Linked DNA regions of Anas platyrhynchos: region 1 is linked to region 2. A link is a contact called in public Hi-C data. All regions are on one chromosome and are shown on one strand. Each heading gives the region's core, a stretch centred on a gene start, on an enhancer-like site or on the middle of the called end of the contact. The rest is flanking DNA. Distances are from core to core; before and after follow the strand shown. Region 1 has its middle 42 kb from the start of TBX19. Region 2 has its middle 23 kb from the start of DPT.

Region 1 (5,842 bases), core at 1,134-3,633, 160 kb after region 2:
TCTCTCCCCCACTCACACCCTTCTTTGGCCATAACCAGGGCACTGGAAGGCAGAGCCGTACTGAATGCCTACAGGGGAGGACAGACAAATGCTGGAGTACTTTAAGTCCTCTCAGAGGCAGGCTTCCAGCTTACACCCTGCTGCCAAAAACACCACTTCCAATTACTGGGCTATACTCAACAACCTGATGTTGGAAAGCTGAAACCACCTCCTTGGGAAACAGTGCTACTTAGCCCCAGTTGTTCCACTCACACGTAGATGTGAGGTATTTTGCTCCTGCAGCACCAGGCAGAGCAAGGGAAGCCTTTTTTTCCACTTACTCCCTCCTTCATACAGCATTTGCGTTTCAGAACTGAAGCAAGGCACAGGTCTCTAGCATAAATGCAGCAGTATGCACTTGAGGAACAGAATGAAAACTAACATAAGATTGAGTGTCAGGCATCATGATAACAAAAAAAAAGTACTGATCGAACTGCTCCCTGATGGTATATATTATAAAATAGGAGCTGCTGCTGAAAAAGCACTTGTGTTATGTTTGTGGTGCAGTCATACACCATGTTCAGCACCTGAACACATTGTGCCATGTGCACTCAGACAAGCAGACGAGATATAAAGAACAGTGGAGCTGCGAAGGAAGAGGGCTGCACTGCTCACATCTCCCTCTATGCTGCCCAGCATGTTCTTTGTGAGGGACAGGTCAGGAATATCAGGCAAAACCAGAAAGAGGAGAGAAAGCTACGCATGTGACTACCTACCTCACCAAACAGATGTCAGAAGCAATGATCAGAGCGATTCTTCCCCCCTCAACTGAGAACAAAAATCCAACAGACAGCAGATTGAAGGAAAGGCACAAAAACACCATAGCTCAGGACCCAAACCTGCATGCTAAGTCCCAGCTGCTAACATAAGAAACTTGTGTTTGGCTCTAGATCTTGGTTAGTTATTAGATTCTTGCCAGGGCTACAGCATCCTTCAGCCCCCACAGAAGACACAAAACAACCAGCAAATGTACCCACTTTACAAAGCCAATATTTGCCTGTCTTGCCAGCTCCACTCTTCCACGCACAACCTGCTCTCAGGAGCAATTCCTGATGTTTTAAAATATTCCCTTGTGATACTCCTTAAAATATGACTAACAAGGACCTAGCTTATTAAGAGAACACCTGAAACGTTCAAACATCAGCCCTTTACACCTTCCTCATTTGTAATTGAAACTAGAAATCAATGTTATTATCATTTTGTACGAAAGACTGGAGCTGTGCTGTGCTACACAAACACAGGCTGAGAAACAGCCCTGCACCAATCGATCTCCAACTGGAAAAGACAGGGATATAGTGTGGATGGTTTGCTTGGAAGGCAAAAAGTTTTGTCTGCAGCCAGTTAGCAGAGCAGGAAGAGAACGGAGGTCTCCCAGCTCCCTTTTCCTGGCTACCTAAAGCCATTCTGCTTATCAGGCATTACTGGTAGCTCACGGTCCCAGACAGACTTACATCAACAAAGGCAGACTGACTAGAAATGCAGCACAGTGGAAGAACAGAGCTGAAAGAGCCCCTCAGTTAATGAAGTCCATCTTTTTGCTCTAAAACAAAATGAAGTTTACCCTGATATTTCCTTTCAGATGCTAGTCTGATCAATTCTATAACATCTCCAACATCAAACATTTTTCCTGAAGATCTACACTAAATCTGCCACACTAGAAAGCAATCCAAACCCTACATCTACATTCAAAGTGGTAACACATCAAAATACATATAAAGAATAAATTCCATCAGCTTCTGACACAAGTGTCCTTCTTGTTTTTCTGGGTTCCGACCCCCTTTTGCTCCTTTGCTTTGCAAGCAAAGATTTGAGGGCAAAAGTAGGTGGGCTTGTTTGTTTGTTTGTTTGTTTTCAAACCACTCAGAAAGCAGATCTCACCTTCATGTTTGAGGGAAAATTGCTGGACAACTTCTGTTTGATAACACTGCTACCACACCAACTTGTGAAAATACACGTGGGCTCCAGGACACTGTAGGGGAATTGACTATTTGCATTTCCAGCTGGCCTGTGAGATCTGTTTATTAAGGATTGTCCTTGAACATTTTGCTCCCTGAGTGAAATCATTTGGTTTTCATTCAAGAGACAGACTAATTAGTTTTTAAACCACCAGAAGAGATATGAGTTGACTGTTCCCTCTGCTTTGTTAGCAGTGAAGATGTGATTAGGTGGTCCGTGTTCAGAAACTGTCTGCCCTTGATGACATCTGCCAGACTCATGAGCTGTGGCAGCTCATAATTAAAGGCACCTTTAAGAAGGGGAGGGATAGCGGCAGCGAGGTCTTACTTACTCTTTTAGGATAGAGCAGACAAGCCTGACAGATGAAACTGAGGGGCTGAACCAGTGGAGACTGGTTAAAATGCTTCAGCAGCCATTCACACACCTCTGAGACTTCCAGTTTGTCTTTGATCACTACAGCTGTCTCTTGCTTGTATAACGGGAAGGGAAGGCTAGAGGTACCCACTGGTTTGGGAGCAGGAGCACCCGACTGCCTGAAGCCCTCCTGGGGAGCACACAGAGCCACCAGAGTAGCAGAGAAAGCCCAACGCAAAAGCTAGGTGGGCACACCTCCCTGTGCAGAGAGGCAGGAACAGCAGGAGCCTCAAAGCAAGAGGTCCTGGGGAAAAGTACTTTTCCTGCCTCATGGAAACCCTTAGAGGAGTCTTGGTTGTGATTCTCTCAAGGAGGTAACTGTACAAGCTTTCCTCCTCGCCCACGTCCACTACCAAGTGTGGGCAATGGATCATTCTGCATCTCTGAGTGTTATCTCTACAGGTACCAACTTGTGATTTTCTCCAACCTACCCTGCAGAGAGTTCGTTGAGTTCATGCATGCTCGTGTCCTAGGCACCACCAGTTCTACTTGGCAAGTGAGGAAACACTGGTTAGTACCCTCTGTGCATGATTTTCCATAATTACAACAGATGCAGGAGTAAAGAGATTATCACTTTAAAAGCAACCAACATTTTGTAATCAGCTACCATGGAGGATTAAGTTAAAATGTCCCTGGGTTAAGCCCCTGTGCTCAAGGCCTGAAGTATTTCGCAGGAGAACACTGTGGTACACTTCCACAATACTACTTCATTAACAGAATAGCTTTAGAAATATTCATCCCCCTTATTAGATGTAAGCTGCCAAGTGCAAACCTACTTTTCAGGGTTTATTTTTACCTTTACAATTTTTTTTTCCTCAAGGTGTTTAGATCCAATGATTTTAGAAGGCACGTTATAGAAAAAGAGGTGGGGGAAAAAATCAGAAATTGTTTTTTATGGGGGTGGGGGGTGTTCTTTGTCTCTAGTGATGCTCTCAGGAATCCCAATGCAGTGGTTGTCAGTCTGGGAAACGTAAATACTGCTTAAAATAAAGAAGTACAGTGGAAAATATAGCGGTAGAGGGTGCCAGGTACCCTCTTTGAGGGCAGAAGCCTCAAACCAATGAGTGACAAGTGTATGGCACGGTGTAGTTATACAGTGCACCAGAGCTGACTATATACATACGTGATTCATTTCAAAGCAATTTAGATTAAGAGGATTAGAAAGGGTTGTTACTACAATACCCTGGTCTTCTTCCAACTTCCCTCCAATGACAGGACATCCCAGTCACCTCTTGCATCGTACTAGAGATGGCTAGGACAGGTTTTAAGGGTTCTTGCTTGCAAGGCTGAAGCGGTCACTGACACAAATGCAGTAATAATGAAGGGAAAACATGAACAAAAGCAGCAACCTCCATGAAGCTTCTTCACCAACTTTATTTTAAACCTGTGCTGAGCAGCAAACCACCTAACCACACCAGTGCTAATTAAGCTTCAGAGCTGACACCCTACTGAGCAGAGGAAATTCTGTAGTGCTCATGGAGAAAACGTGTGAGTAGCCAGCACAGGAAGACAGCTAAAGATAACTTTGCCCAGTGTTAGAGACAACTGCAGTCACCACTGATAGTTCTTATCTAAGCAGAGCAGGCTTGGCCCAAACTTCAGAGAGAGATCTGCAGAGAAATCTCACCACACCTTAAAGGCTAGACACAGAAGATAGGAGATGGCACTCAATTCTGAATCAGTACCCTGGAGTGACACAGATATTTGGGACACACCATGAAGAGATAAATAGAACTAACTTTGTAACATGGTAGGAAAACACCCTGAGTGGTCCTACACTGAACTGCACATGCTGCATGAGACAGAGGGCTATCCTGCGTAGAGTGCAGACAGGCCAGAAGTCTAAGTATTATGCTCTGCCTCACTTCCATAAAAATAAAACTAATTTAGAGTACAAATAAAAGTGATCCACAGCATTACTTTTTCCTAAAGACTTCAGCAACTAGCGTTACAGGACCAAGACTACAAGCACCTTCTTCCACAACTCCAATAAAGATAAATTAACAGGTAGGCAACTGTGAAAGAGCCTGAAACAGGAAAGTAAGTCCCACAAATAAAGAACCTAGAATGCAACATAACTTGGACTTCCTCTGCCTTTATCCAGCAAGGCTGGATCTATCTTCTCTCTCATCATCCTAATAAAATAGCTCACAGTTGGAACATAACTTCATGGCACTGTGCTGAAGTTACCTTGCTGTTCAGGGGTAATGCCGCAGCCATTTCCAGTAGGAGCTTGCCATGCCAGCTAGCGTACACCTATAGAGGAGGTCCCAAACACTCTCAGCATCTACGGCTTTTAAGGTTTCAGAAAACAGTGATTCCACTGCTTCACCTGCAAAACTGACAAAGTAATATACCGTGCTACCAGGAAAATTGAGAAAAATGAAGCTGAACAAGTCCGTTTGTAAATGTCTTTAGTGAGATGACTATCATACCTGGACAAGTTTGAGAAGTGGGCCCACGTGAAGATAACAAGGTTCAACAAGGCCAAGTGCAAGGTGCTGCACCTGGGTCAGGGCAATCCCAGACATGAGCACAGAGTGGTGGAGAGCTCACTGAGAGCAGCTTTGAGGTGAAGGACTTGGGAGCACAAGAAAAAAGCAGGTCTGGAGAAGATGATCAGAGAGCTGGAATACCTCTCCTATGAAGATAGGTTGAAAGAGCTGGGGATGTTCACCCTGGAGAAGAGAAGACTCTGGGGTGACCTTATTGCAGCTTTTTAGTACTTAAAGGGGGCTTATAAAAAGGATGGAGAGCAACTTTTTGCTTGGGCAGACAATGACAGGACAAGGGGGAACGATTTTAACCTAAAACAGGGGAGATTTAGATTAGATGTTAGGAGGAAATTCTTCACTCTGAGGGCAGTGAGGCCCTAGCGCAGGCTGCCCAGAGAAGCTGTGGATGCCCCATCCCTGGAGGTGCTCAAGGCCAGGCTGGATGGGGCTTTGGGCAGCCTGGGCTGGTGGGAGGTGTCCCTGCCCGTGGCAGGGGGTGGGACTGAGTGGTCCTGAAAGTCCCTTCCAATACAAGCTGTTCTACGATACTCTGTATGACTTGCACTTCTCTCTTCAACAGTCTATGATACTGTTTTTAAAGGACAGCCATCCAAATGCCAGAACAAAATTAGGAGCAACTGGCTTCTGCTCGGGAATTTCCACAGAGAGGTGCCACACACTGACTGATGTCAGGGCAGCATGAAATGAGATATACCTGGATTTTAAATCTCCCCAGGGCTGCATGTTCCAAAGACATAAGATCCCTATTTTCTATAAACAATAGTTTGGATCGGAGGGATTTAGAGAGCACATTATAAGAACAGGCAGTTTCAAAATCCAAACAAAAAGCTATGCTCAGCATTTAGAACCTGGGATTTAGTTCAATCCATTGCCATGAGCTGAGCGGTTCCTTCCTGAAAAAGACATTTTGCTTTATG
Region 2 (5,526 bases), core at 2,786-5,285:
GGCCCTCCGAGAGCTTTTCCATCCTGCAGTGATGCAAAGAGCTGGCAGCAAATTTATCATCATGTTGGCCAAGCAGTTGGGAAAGGCCTAACAGTGGGCCCACAGCTAAGGGCACAGAGAGAAAGAGAGGAAGATCTCCATCCACGAGGGGATCTCCACAGAGAGTTGAACAAGCACCCTTTGCTTTGATTTCAGAGAGACAATAATCTTCTCTTCAAAATGAAAGCTCCGAGCTCAGCTGCCACAACACCATTTTTGGAATCAAATTACTGGAAAGGTCAAAGCCATTAACACGCGCTTTAGGAAGAGGGAAAATACCAGGCAAAACCTGCAAGCTTCCTGGGCTGAAAGATGCCCCCTGGACTTGCAGATGCTATTATTTGCTTCATTTCACTGTAGGCAGAAGGGTGTCCTCTCACCAAGGGAGCAGAAAAGGAGGTCGTTCTATTTGGAGGTCTCTCAAAAATGTGCACAGCAGGAGGAGCCTCTCCTGACTTTGTAGAATTTGAGAAGCACAAAATGGTGTTAGAGGCAGCGAATGAACAGATGATGTCCCTCTTACCTGGCGTGGCCCTAACTTGTACAGTACCTGCAGGGCCCCTTTAGCATGCTGTGTTGTTGGGGCTGGTTGTGTACATTGAAATGTACAGATTAATTCCTGCTCCCACATCCTCCGGGAGAGAGTGAATATCGAGTTGTTGTTAGGGTGAGACCTACGAAGAGATTCTGCTCGAGCCCTGATCGCATGGACTGGGGCATAAGCATAATAATTGATTACGCTACAGTTCTTCTTCAGTGCACAAGTGCTGATAAATAAGAGAAAAAAGAGCAGACAAAGGCTTCCGCAATGTCTGAGCTACAGCTTTGTCTTTGTTGTTTACCAGACACCTTTGTGAGGCCACCTGAAGACACTCAGTACCTCAGCTGTGTATTAATCATCCAGGTATCTGGCAGATCAGGGCAACATATTTCCCTTCTGAGAGCATTCAAATGAAAAGCTAAATCATCTATCAAGAAATAGTATTGAATTCCTATGACAGGCTGTATTTTGGGTGCTTGATGCACCATTTGCCTCTGCTAAGCTGGAACTTGCTAACTAAAAGCCAACCCTACAAGCTCCAAAATATGGCTGACACAACACTGAGCCCACAACAGAGTCAAGCTCTGCCCCAGTTTTTAAAGTTTAACAAGATAAACAGCATATAGTCACAGGCTTCTCTCCCACCAGTGCATTCACCAGCTCCTCCCATGTAACTAGGCTGCCTCTACATTTCATACTCCAGTGGACCTCTCGTATTTGTCATGCGTACTCCTGGGTGGATAATAGGACTCACCTTGATGTGACAGTGTCAACCTCCCTAATGTAATCTGTCCCATGAAAAATCATCCTTTTAATCCTTCAGAATGTCATGTGTATTAGCTGCAGCCCTTCTTGTCTGAATCCTCTACAGTGGATTCAATTTCATGCAAGTCCTAGCAAGATGGACCATCCTTGGCTAGGAACTCATATCCTCCTACAGCCTCTGTTTTTCAGAGACAAGGAACCCCTGCTTTTCCCATAGGATCCACCTTTAAACCTATATAATCCATAAGTTTTCCTTCCCAGACCAGGGAGGTTTGCTCTGGCTTTCACTGGTTAAACACCTTGGGCTGCCTTGCCATGTGTCTCATTTTTGTCTTTGCACACCCTTCTTTGCAGCACTGCATGTTCACACTCAGTGTTCACCTTCACTTGCAGCATTTGAGCTTTTGCACTGGCTTTTTCCTTATCCAGTTCCCCTTGACCCGCAAGAACCTTCCACCTGAGTGCAATGAGCCATTCAGTCTGGCTCCGGCTCAGGTTGTTAGCCGCTGTATTCAAACCCGCTGGTCTCCCAGTGCTTTTCCATTCCTTCCCCTGGGCCACATATTCTTGGTCAGCTACCTACTCACTCCTCCGACCTCAGAAATGACCCCTCACTACCACGCGGTATACCAGCTTTAAATCCACCTGGAATGCAGCCTGATGGGCAGGCATTATTTCTATTATTTCCATGGAGACACCCAGACCGGCTTCCAGCTACACAGAAAAAAAATTAAATAAAATGTATCCGTGGGGTGCTGCAGGGCTGAGGACCTGGCAAATGATTGCACAAGCCCTACGGCCTCACTTGAGTGGGCGCTCCTTTGCAGAGGACACGCTCCAGTACAGCTTGGCACTCTTGTATTTGCTGGTCTAGCTCAATCTGACCAAGGTCATGCAACAGCAAAAACGTACCCTTCATGCAGGATACTCGTGAGAGCTCAGCCTTGCTGCATGCTTTGCTTGCTCCTGGTTGCAGCTGCCACGTGGTTATTCTCACACTTGTCACAGATCACTGTGACACAGACTGACTTTTTTTTTGTGTGGATACATTTGGCTTTTATTACTGCTTTGCATTGTATTGTGTTGGCTACAATACTGTCACTGCGATCAAGTATTTCGGTTCACAGCAGAATAAATGTTTGACAATATGAATAATTACCCTAATTTACCCTATCAACCCTGTACACAAAACTTTAAGGTTCTTGCAAGCACCCCCGCTGGAGAAAAGATAGAGCAGAAACAAAACATTAGGGAAGATTTTCCTCTGTATTCAGGAAAGGCAATTCAGGAAGGTTGTCTAGAGGTTGCATTTAGTTTGCCTTTAATGTTTTTGAAGGGGAGAGTGTTTTAAACCTTCAGAAGTGGGCAGCCACCTCAGGACAGTGGACTCTGCTCTCTCCAGTGGAGATCCCTCACTCTTTATGCCTGGCCCCCTGTGTGGGCCAGCATGAAATAGCTGCGGTCCCAACCATGCTCTCACCTTTACCTCTTACTGAAGATTTCTTTGGCAGCTGGGCACTTTTGGGGGCATGAGGGCAGTGAAAGGACTGTGCTCACCTGACAATGTGGATAGGGCTTGTCTTTGTGCAGAAATGTAGGAGATGTAGTGAAAGCAGGAGTGCTCTGCTCCTCTTTCCTCTCTGGGGACTCAGGCATGCAGCACCTCCAGGCAGAATTCCCTCAAGGGATGGGCAGGGCTCACAAATCAGAGAACTGGCTCCTGGCCAGCACTCGGTCCTTCATCTGTTGTAAAAGCAAACTCCTAAGATGCCCTATATGTGAAATGAGCTACAGACAAGCTTGGTTCTACCTCAGAGGGTATTAGAGTTAATAGCTTAATGTTCTCGCAGCAGGGAGAAAAAAAAAAAGCTATGCAGGCATTTTGAGCAGCCTCAATACTGGGCTGTGTGTTTCTGGTTGTTAGGGAGAGGAGTAGGATCCCATTTTGTATGCAGATTTCAGTGCTGAGGTCTAACGTCTCATGATGCTGGGGCAACAGATATCTGGCCATTCCTTCTGCAGTGATCATCAGGCGACCTTGAGATCTACCCAACTGAGGCAGTACGGTTTCTATAAATATCCCATTTTCCAGGACTGTGTTTTCAGCTGCATCAGAGAAAATCCTAGTGAAGAATCAATTCGGTTGGGCTCTCCCTCCCCCTGGCCCTTAGTCTGGGTTGTAAAAAAAGCCTTGGAGATTTCTCTTTTAGCACTGACCTTCTGAGCAATCTAATGATGAAGATAGGAAGAGGCTGCAACCAGACTGAGAAAAAAGAAAAGCCTTTTGCTAGGAGGGAAATGTGTGAGTAATATACACATTGTTGGCCAGTGGCCAAATCACTCTAGTAACGGCTGTTAGCTCCTCTCACCAAGAAAATGATCAGATGCGAAGGAGAGGCTGCAGTCGGGTGTCAGAAATGCTGAGTCGCAAGGGGAGAGTGCCGCATCCGATGGAAATTTACCCAGGAGCCGGCGACCTTCACACGCTGCTGGGGACAAGGAACGGGGGCTTGCAGGGATATCCTGCTCTCACTCACACGCAGCTGTGCCACCTCCATGTCACCGCCCAGGTAGAGCACAGCCCAAAAAAGGAGGCCAGGAGCTGAGCTGAGGAGCTGTACAAGCTCCAGGACAGAGCTGGGTGGTGCTTACACAGCGTGCAAGGATGGCTGTCCCCACAGCATCGCCTGATCTATGGTGATTACTTGCCTCAGGTGACTACTTGCTGCTCGTCTGGCCACTCCCCTGCTGCACTGGACACACGGTCTAGAAATGAGGCAGTTGGGTCCAGGGGACTCGTGCCTGGGGCTACCCCCTCTGGAGAAGGCAGGCAGCAAGTTGACCTCACAACTCCCTGGTTTTAGGGCTTTCCTAGGGGGAGCTTCAGTATAGCCATTTTCTCCCTGTTTCAGACATGGTAAGCACAGTTCAGAATTAGTCTGGCTTCACCCTTCTCAGAGGGGTTTGAGGTTTGGGAGATCACCAGGACATCTCCCTTCCTCCTCACCCCAAGCACTGGAACATGGTCGATGGCTTCGCCTGCAAGATTGCATCCTCTCCATGACAGACAGTGGGGAATGGAGGAGGATGTGCAATTATGCCAGAGGACAAAGGATATAAGGCAGTAATTGAGAGCTGGAGCTTAAAATACAGAGCAACTACTTGCATTGAGTTGCAAGATGAAAAAATAGGGAGAAAGAGGCAGTTGGTGATGCAATGATGGAGATGCTGGCTAGATGGTGCTAGCACATACTCCTGTACACTTGTCAGGGACTAATACAACATTATTACTTATTTTCCTTTAGACAGAGGTTTCGTTTCCATTGCAAAAGCCTGAGAAACTACTGCTGGTTGATGGTACTGCTGACAGAGAACTGGCAGTCCCCAGGGAAGTTCTTGTCCCTTTCAAAAATTAAGGGCTTCTGCAATATAGGAAGGATAATGCACTCTCTGCAGCGTGCTGAATGATAATCAGATAACTTACTCAATCCAGTACTCCCATGTGGGCTAAACATAACATAAAAAATGGTATCTGCCTCACATCACCCTTGAAATCACCCCTTCTTGCACGGCACTGCAGGGACTTGTCCTTAATCCTCTGGACCATACTGGATTAAACTCTCCTGGTTGCACTAACAGAGCCAGCGGCAGTCACCAAGGCAACAGCAGGCTCCTCGGCCCCTAAAAGGAGCATGTCTACATGGCGAGGTGAAGATCTTGGCCCAAGCACACCCAGCCCTATGATCCACGCACCTTCCTTTTGTACACTGTGCTTTTAGTTTGACCTCCACCTGCTTGTGGATCTGCTCTTCAGAAGATGCAGGTCCAGGCAGGAGAGATCCTGTGCCTGCAGTGGTGGAAACCAAAGTGCTTCTGGGACACCTGCTGGGGCTTGACCCAGCAGGCTGTGTAAAGCACGCTAGGATGATACTCAGACTCCAAAGCTTGGGTTCCATGCCCTCTGACTGAATATCTGTGTGTGAGCAATATAGATGGAGGTAAATTAGATCTTGGAAGTAGGCACAGACCTAAGGTGAACTCCCTATGAAGCTATGCCTTACAGAGAGCCCAGTCACCACTAGAGGGAACAGAAGGCCACACTGAATGACAAAATTATAAGATCGCTCTCTAAAATAAATGCAGTCAACTGGAAAATACCAGCAGGCATTCTCCATTAAAAC

Evidence for each region. A called contact is a pair of places that touch in the nucleus more often than the background predicts.
Region 1: a contact with region 2 is called in a Hi-C map of small yellow follicle, with 4 times the contacts expected there. The contact joins two enhancer-like sites. A contact is called at or near these places in 2 of 8 Hi-C or Micro-C datasets (F5 follicle and small yellow follicle).

The regions. Positions count from the first base shown.
Region 1 is chr1:88,547,253-88,553,094 of IASCAAS_PekinDuck_T2T, forward strand. No RefSeq gene overlaps it. Among named protein-coding and RNA genes, the nearest start is that of TBX19, 42 kb to the right of the region's middle. Within about 2 kb of position 2,384, at least 3 of the 8 cell types and tissues checked have an H3K27ac peak or open chromatin away from gene starts, as enhancers often do. A contact at or near this core is called in F5 follicle and small yellow follicle, where this site is marked.
Region 2 is chr1:88,381,951-88,387,476 of IASCAAS_PekinDuck_T2T, forward strand. No RefSeq gene overlaps it. Among named protein-coding and RNA genes, the nearest start is that of DPT, 23 kb to the right of the region's middle. Within about 2 kb of position 4,036, at least 5 of the 8 cell types and tissues checked have an H3K27ac peak or open chromatin away from gene starts, as enhancers often do. A contact at or near this core is called in F5 follicle and small yellow follicle, where this site is marked.